Regions from separate parts of the Zea mays genome. Here region 2 is linked to region 1. A link is a contact called in public Hi-C data. All regions are on one chromosome and are shown on one strand. Each heading gives the region's core, a stretch centred on a gene start, on an enhancer-like site or on the middle of the called end of the contact. The rest is flanking DNA. Distances are from core to core; before and after follow the strand shown. Region 1 holds the start of LOC100282418 (60S ribosomal protein L7a-1). Region 2 holds the start of LOC100501373 (hydroxyproline-rich glycoprotein family protein).

Region 1 (5,529 bases), core at 2,174-4,673:
CTTTTGAAACACTGGGTGAGGTATGTGAATGAACCAAAGAACTCTCCTCTATTTATGGGGTGAATTTAGGGAGGATTTAAAAAAATTATATTTTAAAATATAGACAAATAAAATGATTTCAACCAATTTGGAGATGCCACATTAACAGCCCGTCCTAACCATCTTAGTGACGTGATGCATTCTTCTTGTGAACAATCTATATAAATTAGTGAAAACCAGGCAGTACGTGTACAATCAACTACATCAGTTTCAACCGGAATCGGTTGATCGGTCGGTGAGGCTACCGACTATGTTGGAGTGTTTGTACGACCAATACCGACCACTACCAATAACGACCACTACACTAGACTAGATAAATTGGTGGACACCGACAACAGTAGTTAATGGTCGACTTTAGTGACGTGAGATGTTCTAATTGGCCAACGTGTGTCACGTTAGTCCGGTGTTTTTAACCATTTGAAGTCTAAAAATAAAAAATCTATATAAATTAGTGAAGTATTCATTTTTGTTTTTTGTTTAAGTTATGTAATTATTTATGAATTACGTAATTTTATTATTAAGTTTGAGTTATAAAAAATTAATTGTTGTTATCAATTATATAATTTTATTACCTTTAATTATGTAATCAAATGTATTTGAATTTCAATAAAACGTTGTGTTTTATATCAACTAAAAGTCTGTAAAAGAAATTTTAGTTTAGCTACGCGAAAGGTATAGATTAACGGTAAAGAACGTGTTACGATAAGTACTGACAATATCTGATATTCTGATGTAGTACATAAAGACTCTAGCAGCCTCCAACATCGTCCGTTCCCGGTGTTAACATAATACACAGCGATAAAAAAAAAGAACCAGTTTATCGACAAAACAAAATGTTTTACAGAGGCAGTGGCAATTCCGTGGGAAATTAGGAACACTATCACCAGCATAACAGCTCGATTGCGGGATGCCACATCTTCAGAAAAGGAAAAACATCCAACCACTGCTTAGAGCATAAACCCACTTTCTAAATCCTCATTTAAAAACCATTCGCTCGCAAACAGTCACAAAAGATGGCAACATTTAAAATTCTAAATTTAAAAAGCTGTAGAAGGGCATTTTTTCATGAAATACTTTTGAGGTTGCTCTTAGGCAATTAGAAGCAAAGCTGCATGGATCTGAGGCATCACATAAACACTGTAAACTCTGTCTTGCAAAGCTTCTAAACATGGTCTGGTGGACAGAAACATATGAAACTAGATTCGGAAAACCACAATACGAGTTCATCAGTTCTTCCCCGTTAAACTACAGGGCAGACACAGCAGTAGACAATCTAGGTCATCCGCTGCGCAGCCTCCTTGGCGAGCAGCTTTTCCCGGGCCTTGGTCTTGGCCTGCGACTTGGATCCCATGATGCCACCTCCCCACTTCTTCCTGACCTCATCGAACTTGTCGTTGAAGTTTGCCTGCAGGGTGCATTCAGAATAAACTCGTCAGGGAATGCATGACTACAGGGTATCAAGAATATTGCAATATATGTCATATTTTCACACCTTAATAGCCTCCAAAATCTTGCTGAACTCAAGCTTATCCTCGTTCTTGACAGTGGTAAGACACAAGACTGATGCATTCTTCTTGTGAACAATCTGCATATGATTAACCCATTGAGTGAGCCTTATCATTTCAAATAACTCATAGATTTAGCTTTCTCAACAGCACAGATGTAACATACCGATCCAAGGCGAGCCTTTCCTTTAACAATGCAGTAAGGGACCTCCATCTTCCTGCACAGGGCTGGAAGCCACACAACAAGTTCGATCGGATCCACGTCGTGAGCGATGACAACAAGCTGAGCCTTGTTCTGCACAAATTCAAACATTCAGTCAATATCATTGCTAGTTGCAACAGAAGTATTGTGCACCTTGACTATACCAAGCAAAAGAGAAACAGAGAAGTGCTGAAATCATACCTGCTCAATGAGGTAAGTCACATGGTTAAGGCCATACTTCACAACAATTGGTTTCTTCGACTCAACAGTTTTTCCTTCATTCTCAGCTTGGGCCCTCTTCAGAAGCCTCTCCTTCTTGGCAGCCTTGTCTTCAGGCCGGTACTTGAGAAGCATCTTAAACAGGTTCGTAGCTGCAAACATTTCAAGTCAGAGATTTGCAACACCATAATATACATTCTGAAAAATGAATAGGTAGGTTATAACGTTATAGAAAGAAAAGAGACAAGGCGAAAGAACAGAAATAAGGCATAATTCCAGTAGTGGCATAGTTCAAGCATAGCAGCCAGTTAACTTAAACGAGAACACATGAGTGCATTCAGTATCTATCAAAGCCCCTGACAGATAACATGGTAAATTGGTAACATATTTGTCTTATTGTCTATCAGTAAATGCATGTTCACTAAGTTTAGCAGGATGATGTTTGATCGTGTTTAAAAGTGAATATCAGAGGCATGATTAGACATGCTACTAGCCATTTTTATGTCACAATGTAAGACTAGATGAAAAGGTTCAGGCACACACTGATGAAAGGCCCCACTCTAATGGACCCTTGAAAAGCCTATTGCCCTAATTAAGGTAACCCAAATATGCAAGTGCCTAAATGGTAAGCATAATGCGATATGACCAAAATAATGAAAGACAATAGTAACTGGAACTTATGCATAATTGTATGCATCAATACAGTTCGTTGTTAACCTACTGTGCAACTAGAATAGCACAGATTTCCGCATCAAATCAAGAAGGTGATGATTTTACTGTTTATTAGCAACCTAGCACTCTTAAGTAAACGAGTGAGTGGTGTTCATACCGAGGTTCTTGTCGAGGGTGCGGGTGAACTGGTTGAGCGCCGGTGGTACCTTGAGGCGCTGCTTGAGGATGCGGCGCTGCCGCTGGATACGCACGACCTTGGGCCACTTGACGAACCGGTGCAGGTCCTTCTTGGGCGGCAACGCGCCGCCGATGCCGAACTGCTTCGGCCTCTTCTCGAATAGAGGGTTCGTCACTTTATCCTGCACCCAGACAAACCCAACAGTCAGACTACGCATTCCCACCATAGCGCCGCACACATATCGAGGAAGACCACGGGAAAGCACAATTTATACCGTCTTCTTCTTGGCCGGCACCGGCGCCCTGCCACCTCGCTTGGGGGCCTGCAGATTTGTAAGTCGAACTCTTATCTTAGCAAGTTACATGAACCATACACAGATTTTCAGCAAGTTTACATCTGAAAACTAGAGGAACATAAGCACGTGCCAACCAAGATCCACGAAACAATATTGAAAATAAATACCAAGAAGAGATTGGAATAGCGGGAAATCCAAAGCAAAAAAAGGAAGATCGGCGGCGAGATCGCACGCACCATTTCGCCGGAGGGGGGGCTTGGCGTTCCGAACGGGAGACGACGGCCACACGAGGCAGTGGGGAGGAGGCGGCGAGTGGCGCTTGGAAGCCGAGAGGTGGTTCTATAAAGGATGGCTCACGCCGAGGTGGACGCACCCTGGCCGTCGGATGCAAGGTGGAGAAGCAAGCGGAGCGTTCTCAGCCGTCCGGTTCCGGGATTAGGGTTTAGGCGATGCCACTTGGGCCGCCACGAGAGAAAGGTATTTGGGCCGTTTGTCGTATTGATGGTTTCTATTTGAACCCATTTCCTTAGCACTTCTCAGTTGAATCCCTCGCAGGTTTGAGCCCATTTGTTTGGGTGAAGGTTACCCTCTGTTTCTTCTAGTGAGCGTTCGAAAACTGGAGACGGAGACCTAAATCTAAATGAAATCACGATCAGCTCATACTTCATGAGTAGAATCGACGTGTTCTTTCGAGTACAGGTGATTGATATTTATGACTTGTTCATTGTGTCATTGATGACTCGTTCGGTTAGAGATAGATTGAGAGGATTAAATCTCGTCCAATCTCTTTTAATCCACCTAACCGAATAAGTCCTGAGAGGAATTAAATCTCATTCTATTCAAAATTGAATAAAAAGGGATTTAATTCTCTTAATCCCCTTTGATCCATCGCAACCGATCAAAGCCTTAGGCGGTTATTAGTTTGTGCCTCAAAATGTTGGCAGGTTGCTAGAGCTGTTTCCTACCACATTCATTTGAAGGTTTTTTTACTCCCTCTCTTTTTTGGCTTTCTGAATAGTTGCAAACACCCCTGCCCAATGCTTGAAGCCGCAAAACTTCATTTACTTAAATTTCACCGTTGAATATATTCAATTATGTATTGAACGGAGCCGCTATTTGTGTTTGTCAAAAATCCACCGAGTGTTGTCTACTTGTCTGCAAAACTGTACTTGTAGCCTCAAGTTAGCCGTGTCTGCTTCAGGCTTATCTATGACTTTGTGGTTCAATTACTACATCAACGGGTAGTTCGCCGAAAAAAAAAGGTCCATAGACAGATAGACAGTTATGTATTTTCACTCCATTAGAGTTGTAACTTAGAAGCAATATTGTTTCATTGTGCATGTTATGTCGTTCAAATTATCCTGTTTCTGAGGCTCCTTTGGCAAGGCTCCGGTTCATCAGAAAACAATTCCAACTCTAGCTTCTATGGTTCTTTGAATTCTCTATAAGAGTCGGAGCATTTTATAATTCGTTTGGCAAAACGGTTTCTCTTAAATTTATTTCCTGTATTAGAGGAATGAAGAAAGAACCGATAGAAGCCACATTTTTTATGCTCCGGCTTCCAACACAAAAACGGTCCTAGTTCCTCGAGGGCTCTCGACGAGAAGCCGTTTTTTTATCGTTTGTTAGTGTTCCACGATGAGCCATCTAAAGAGCCATAACAAAAGAGCCCTGAATGTTTTCTCTTCAGAAAACGTTTTGCAAGATCTGCCTGCTGAGGTAATCACAAGCCGAATTATGCCCTGCGTTGTTACGAAAAGCTCTTTTACATAGTCTTCCTTCACCTTATTGGATGGAGCTACAGCCAACAGAACAATGCGTCTCCAAGTATCCAACCTTTTTGACTCCTGGATTCGATATTAAAAATGAGGCAAGGAGCGTCTACTCTGATTTTAAGTTGACGCTATTGGCGGTCCAAGTGTTCCAAAAGCCGATGGGTAATGATTTAAAAGAAATGTATTTTTCGAAAGACAATGAATGAAGCAATGCTGTATCAAAGTCCATATCTGCATATTATTATCCTGCCTTGGTGTAGGTATACATGTCTCCTGAGTTACAATTGCAGTTGATAATGCTTTTTTCACATCTACAATTTTAATGCCTATAGTTTCTCCATGACCATCGTTTAGATGTCGGTGTCATATGCTAGAGGGCGATGGCTTGGCTTCACAGGAAAGTGATAAATTTTGTCAAGGTTTGTGTAGAGGTTGAACATGCCAACAGTCATATTGCTAAGGCTCTCCAGCAGCTATCCAATCATATCTCTATCTTATTTTTTTATTTTAAATTTTACCATATAAACATTATAAATCTAACTTATAAATCTCTTATTTTACACGTCTGCTATGGACAGTCTAAAATTTAGGTACCACACTCAAAACCTCTTCAGAAAAAGTTGAAACACAAGGACACCATCTTT
Region 2 (5,008 bases), core at 1,110-3,609, 290 kb after region 1:
GGATTTCTATAAGCTCCACTCAATAACTTTTTAACACCCCCCCCCCCCCTCCAATTCTGCACATTGATTCTCTGATAGTACGTTTTTTTAATACAACACTCAACGCTGTAGTTCGTTTGACTTTTTTTACAGTTTGAGCGTGTGTTTAAAGGTAACGATTGTAGCAAGTCCATGCCAAGGCACTATGGCAGCGTTGGGCGTTGAGTTTGTTGAAGGGGGAAGAGATCATATCTACCTCCCCTCCTAGTAATTATTGGTGCTTGTCTGTTAGCAGCTGAGTAATGCAAATTACGGTTTGAAAAAAATTGTATTGCCATTCTGCTATCTGGTATGTTTTGTGGTGAAGATGACATCTGGATTTGCTGAAGATTTCTGCATGGCTGTGTTAGGCCTTCTTGTATCCGGCTGCTAAAAAACAGCGCTATGTTTTGAGGCTAATTAGAAGAACGTGAACTGATTTCAAAATTGATTGCTTAAACGGTGACTAATTAGTGAGACGAATCTGCTAGTCCTAACTAGTCCACGATTAGCACATGTTTATTGTAGCACTAGCACCATATGAGCTAATCACAGGCAAAATCCATTAGGATTAACAGATTTATCGTGTTACGATTAATAGATTTATGCCACCCCTTAGTCATCGCTTATGCAATTTATTTTTAAAATCAATTCACGTTTATTAGTTCTAAATAACATCTAAATATAATGCTAGTTTCTAGCATATTGGATCCGACGGTCCACTATCCCAACCGTTAGATCTGCTCTGTCCGTATACGTGGTTTTTTAAGGAGTTGATTATTTTCTAATTGTGATCATACATATACAAGAAAAATATTAATATTTATAGTATATAGTTAACATTATTACATACATTTTTAAATTATCTTTAATAGTACAAGAGATATACTAAATACTGTCAATACTTTTATAGATGTAGTTAAATTTGATAATCTTTTTGCTGATAAAAAACACCGTTGCAACCAGTATTCCGAGGATGGAGCGAGGAAGCATATATTTGTGGCGACAACGATCTCCCACCGACACGTTGGGTACGCGGTACGCCAGCGACGGCGACCCTCGTCAGAATGTCCGTCCGTCGTACGGCGCAGCTTAATCATGAAACGCCCAAACGAACGATGGTCCGGTCAAAAGACCGTGTGTTTAATTGGGCACGGTTCCTGTGCCGGTAAGCATCAATCAGTTTAATAGTACTAGTGTAATAATGGCACGTTCACGTCACGGGACGCGTCCCATTTCCGCCCCCCACTAATCCTAAACAACGCCCCGTGACCGTGAGACGGGGAACCCGCTGCTGGTTGGCATCAGATCTCGTTGAACGAAAAGATGGGTCGAGTCTTACCCATGCGATGTTTGCGTCCCGTTCTTCTCTGCTTTCCGCAAGGACTCTCTCTTTGACCGGACCGATGGCATGGGTTGCATCAAAGCCAAGGAAAGGAAGAATACTCACTCCGGTTTCCTATTACTTGTCGTTTTGGATAAGGTTCGAGTCAAACTTATAAAATTTTGACTACAAATAATTATTTTGTTATTTAGTTTTGGAACCTAATATTTATATGCGCCAATTTATCATAAAAAGTACTTTTATAAAAGTATAAATGTATTAAGAGTTCATTTGTATTTTAACAAAAAACATTGGTCAAAGTTATATTTTGAAGACCATGTCGTTGTCCTAAACGACAACTAATAGGAAACCGGAGGGAGTAGGATAGACAGTCTCGATGCAAAAAGGATAAGAGAGTCCTTTATCCTCCGAAGCAAATATATTAGTGTGTGGAGCACTTTAGGCCCTGTTTGGGAACAAAGTTTTTGAAAACTACAGTTTTTGAAATACTATACTATACTTTAGTTATGACAATACCGTAGTTTATAATACCGCAGTTTTGAAAACTGAGGTCCAGAGCTAAGTTTAGAATGCCTTAAAACAACTATAGTATTTGCAATACTTCAGTTTTGAAAACAGAGATTTTACCAAGCTTGCCAAACATCATTATGTATATAATACTGCAGTATTTGAGAATACTGCAGTATTCTTCCAAAACTGCAGAAAAACTTTGTTCCCAAACACCCCTTAGTAGTCGACTAGCATAAAGCATATATTAGCACCAGCAACACCGACGGCTCCGTTTGACCAAACAAAGACCTACAAAAGCTTCATGGGAGACAAGCAACCCTACAGGGAGAAAAAAGTCACTTGCTTTTGTTTTCATCAATTACTAAAAAAATACTATCATTATTATTTAACTAATTAAAGGCACATTAAAACATGCGCGGGCCGCGGGAGGAGGAAGTAAAGAAGGCGCGCACCAGCGCAGCACCCCCGCACCCGCACTCGGGCTCTCGAAAAGCAGGGAAAAAGAATTCTCCATTTCCCCACTCGCCCTCGCTCCCTCCCTCTCCCGCTCCCGCTCGCCAGTGGGAGTGTGCGGGGCTAGCAGCTAGGGTTTCCGCGAGCACACCGCCGGCCAGCCGCGGGCGATCTCGGGTTCGCGGGGGCGCCCGCCCCGACTCGGGTTCGCGGGGGCGCGGACATGAAGTCGTCGCTGCGGAAGCTGCGGGGCTTCGCGCTGCAGCGCCACGAGCAGCGGGTGGACCGGGACCGCGGCCGCGGCCACTCCACCACGGCGGCGGAGGAGCTCCTCGCTGCTGCCCAGGTGCGTGGGCCTTGCATCTCCCTTCCGCTTCGTGGGTGCGCGTGCGAGCCGGGTGGGCGGGTCGGTCGGTTGCGTCTGTGGAGATCTCGCGGCCGGCGCCTTGTTGTGGTGGTGGGGGGGGGGGGGGGGGGGGGGGGGCAGCTACGGTCCCGCTTTTGGTTTTCGCAGCAGGCCGCAACTCCGCGCGATCGGTTTTTGATGGCCCGGTCATAGTTCGGCGGTTGGTGTGTGAGAGTCTGGAGCATGGTCGCCATGGGGACTGCGTAGAAACTCTAAGTGTCCGGATCTCTGCTCAATTTCACAACACATGGCTGGACACCATTGGGATTCCACGGTGCGGCGGGAATTGTCCGCTCACATTTGCTTTAGCCTAGCCTAGTCTTGCGAGATTTTCCTTTGATCTGCTAGTGGTGGTTACTTAATTGGCAGAGTCAATGAGTCATGTCTGCTTTGTTTTTCGATGAGATGCATTTTCTCCTGTTGTTCAGTGAGGTGGTAATCGAGTGATTAGCGTGCATTGATGGTTTGTGGTGTCGCCTTGGCGCGAGATACATTTGAGCGTTTGGCAGGTCTCTTTGCACTAGCCTAGTGTGGCAGCCAGCAGAACTCACGACGCTTCTGAATTCCTTGCAGTAAATGAAGGTGTCGATTTGGGGGGTCTGACAAATGGGTGCCCATTCCCAACCAGTTTTTTCAGAACTCCTCAGTTGTTCGAAATTGAACTATTTTGTGTGGGTGTCCTGAATAACAAAAACGACGATAAACTGATACTTCTGTTTATCAGCTGTATAGCTTCATCAGAATACATTAATGGATGATGTTAAAACTTCTCTTGTTTTTAAATTATGGGTCTGCTTCCTGCTAGTTTTGTTCTGAGTAGTTGCTTTCTGTGACAGGATATGACAGATATGAGGAGCTGTTACGATAACTTGCTTTCTGTTGCTGCAGCAATTGCAAATAGTGCATACGGTAATTTTCATGTCTAAAAGGCCCCCACCCCCAACCTCGAGACTCTTATTGGCTATGTTTTCTTTTGTGTTTATTACTTAGGTTCGCACATCACTTTTTGAATATTAATAACCATTGTCTCTCTAAGGATCACGCTGAACATATTCAGAGCCTGTTTCTCCCAATGATTTATTTAATCAAGCAGGATCTTAAGCACCTTGATTTCACCTAACCAGCATTGTGTAACCTCAGTTCATCTGTATTTGTGAAATATTAACATATAAATGGTGTTATATGCAGAGTTCTCTGAAGCACTTCAAGACATGGGGGCTTGTTTGCTTAAAAGAATTACACCAAATAAAGATGGAATCAATGGTAATTATGTCATGTCTAATGTCTTATTTTTTGTTTGTGAACATGATTGTTTTGGTAATTGATGGCAATGCACGCGCATCGTCATAATGTTTATTCTAGATTCTGAGAGATTATTGTCATTATCTCATTATCCTGAGGGTTTCAAAGCTGTTAAGTTGATATTCAGAAAGTCTGATACCAATGCATGTATGGGGTCTCAAATCTATATAAGTTTTGGAGTCTCTTGTATAAATTTCCAGTCCGTTTGTAAAGTGGTGCAATTACTCTAGGAAAGGCGTTTGTGTTTGGATGTGCTGTTAGCCCTCTTGTGATTGTCACAAAAAGGAAAAAAAGACATGCTACAAAACCTAAGTTAAATAACCTCATGTAGCTGCAGTTAGGATCTTCAAGGAGGATGAGAGTGAGTTAACAAAAAAAGAGCACTACACATCTTCACTTATGGTCAGTAGACTGTCTCAGGAAAAAAGACAGAGATATAACGAACATGTGAATTATGTCCCCTCCTAATGTTTTTTGAACGCGTCTTGGTTGTTGCTCAATTTTCTATTTATTTCTTACATATAACTTATCTCCCAGATAAAGTTTTGCTGTTGCTTGGGAAATCACAATTTGAACTTCGGAAACTTGTAGATAGTTATGTAAGTTTCTAATTGCTTCTTTGTTTAACTTGATAATGGATATGCTATAAATTTCTGCTGCTGATTCATACAACTACCTTTTTTTTGTAGCGTGTGCATGTTCTTAATACGATCACCACTCCATCACTGTCGCTTCTTAATGAGCTTCAAACCGTGGAGGTATGATCTCTCATGCTGGTGCATCTAGGCACTGTGTACAGGCTTATATTTTCTTTTTTCTTATTGTTTGGGTCTATGCACTTTATCAAGTTTATTATTTTCAGCACCTTTTCATCTTGCCTGCCATGGGCGGACCCGGCCCTAGTCCTGGTATGCCCAGGACTTCCCTAGATTTTAGCCAAAATCATTAGTACTAGTATAATTTAGAAAGTCCAA

The links. A called contact is a pair of places that touch in the nucleus more often than the background predicts.
Region 2: a contact with region 1 is called in a Hi-C map of tassel, with 2.3 times the contacts expected there. The contact joins the promoter of LOC100501373 here to the promoter of LOC100282418 in region 1. A contact is called at or near these places in 2 of 25 Hi-C or Micro-C datasets (ear and tassel).

The regions. Positions count from the first base shown.
Region 1 is chr7:143,096,919-143,102,447 of Zm-B73-REFERENCE-NAM-5.0, forward strand. It overlaps LOC100282418 (60S ribosomal protein L7a-1), which reads right to left and starts at 3,424. Exons shown (of 7, transcript NM_001155329.2): 1 at 3,347-3,424; 2 at 3,090-3,137; 3 at 2,795-2,996; 4 at 1,948-2,117; 5 at 1,711-1,839; 6 at 1,532-1,624; 7 at 1,149-1,444. The coding sequence starts at 3,349. The coding sequence ends at 1,313.
Region 2 is chr7:143,386,528-143,391,535 of Zm-B73-REFERENCE-NAM-5.0, forward strand. LOC100501373 (hydroxyproline-rich glycoprotein family protein) reads left to right here and starts at 2,360. Exons shown (of 10, transcript NM_001196112.2): 1 at 2,360-2,672; 2 at 3,569-3,641; 3 at 3,921-3,995; 4 at 4,572-4,633; 5 at 4,724-4,792. The coding sequence starts at 2,550.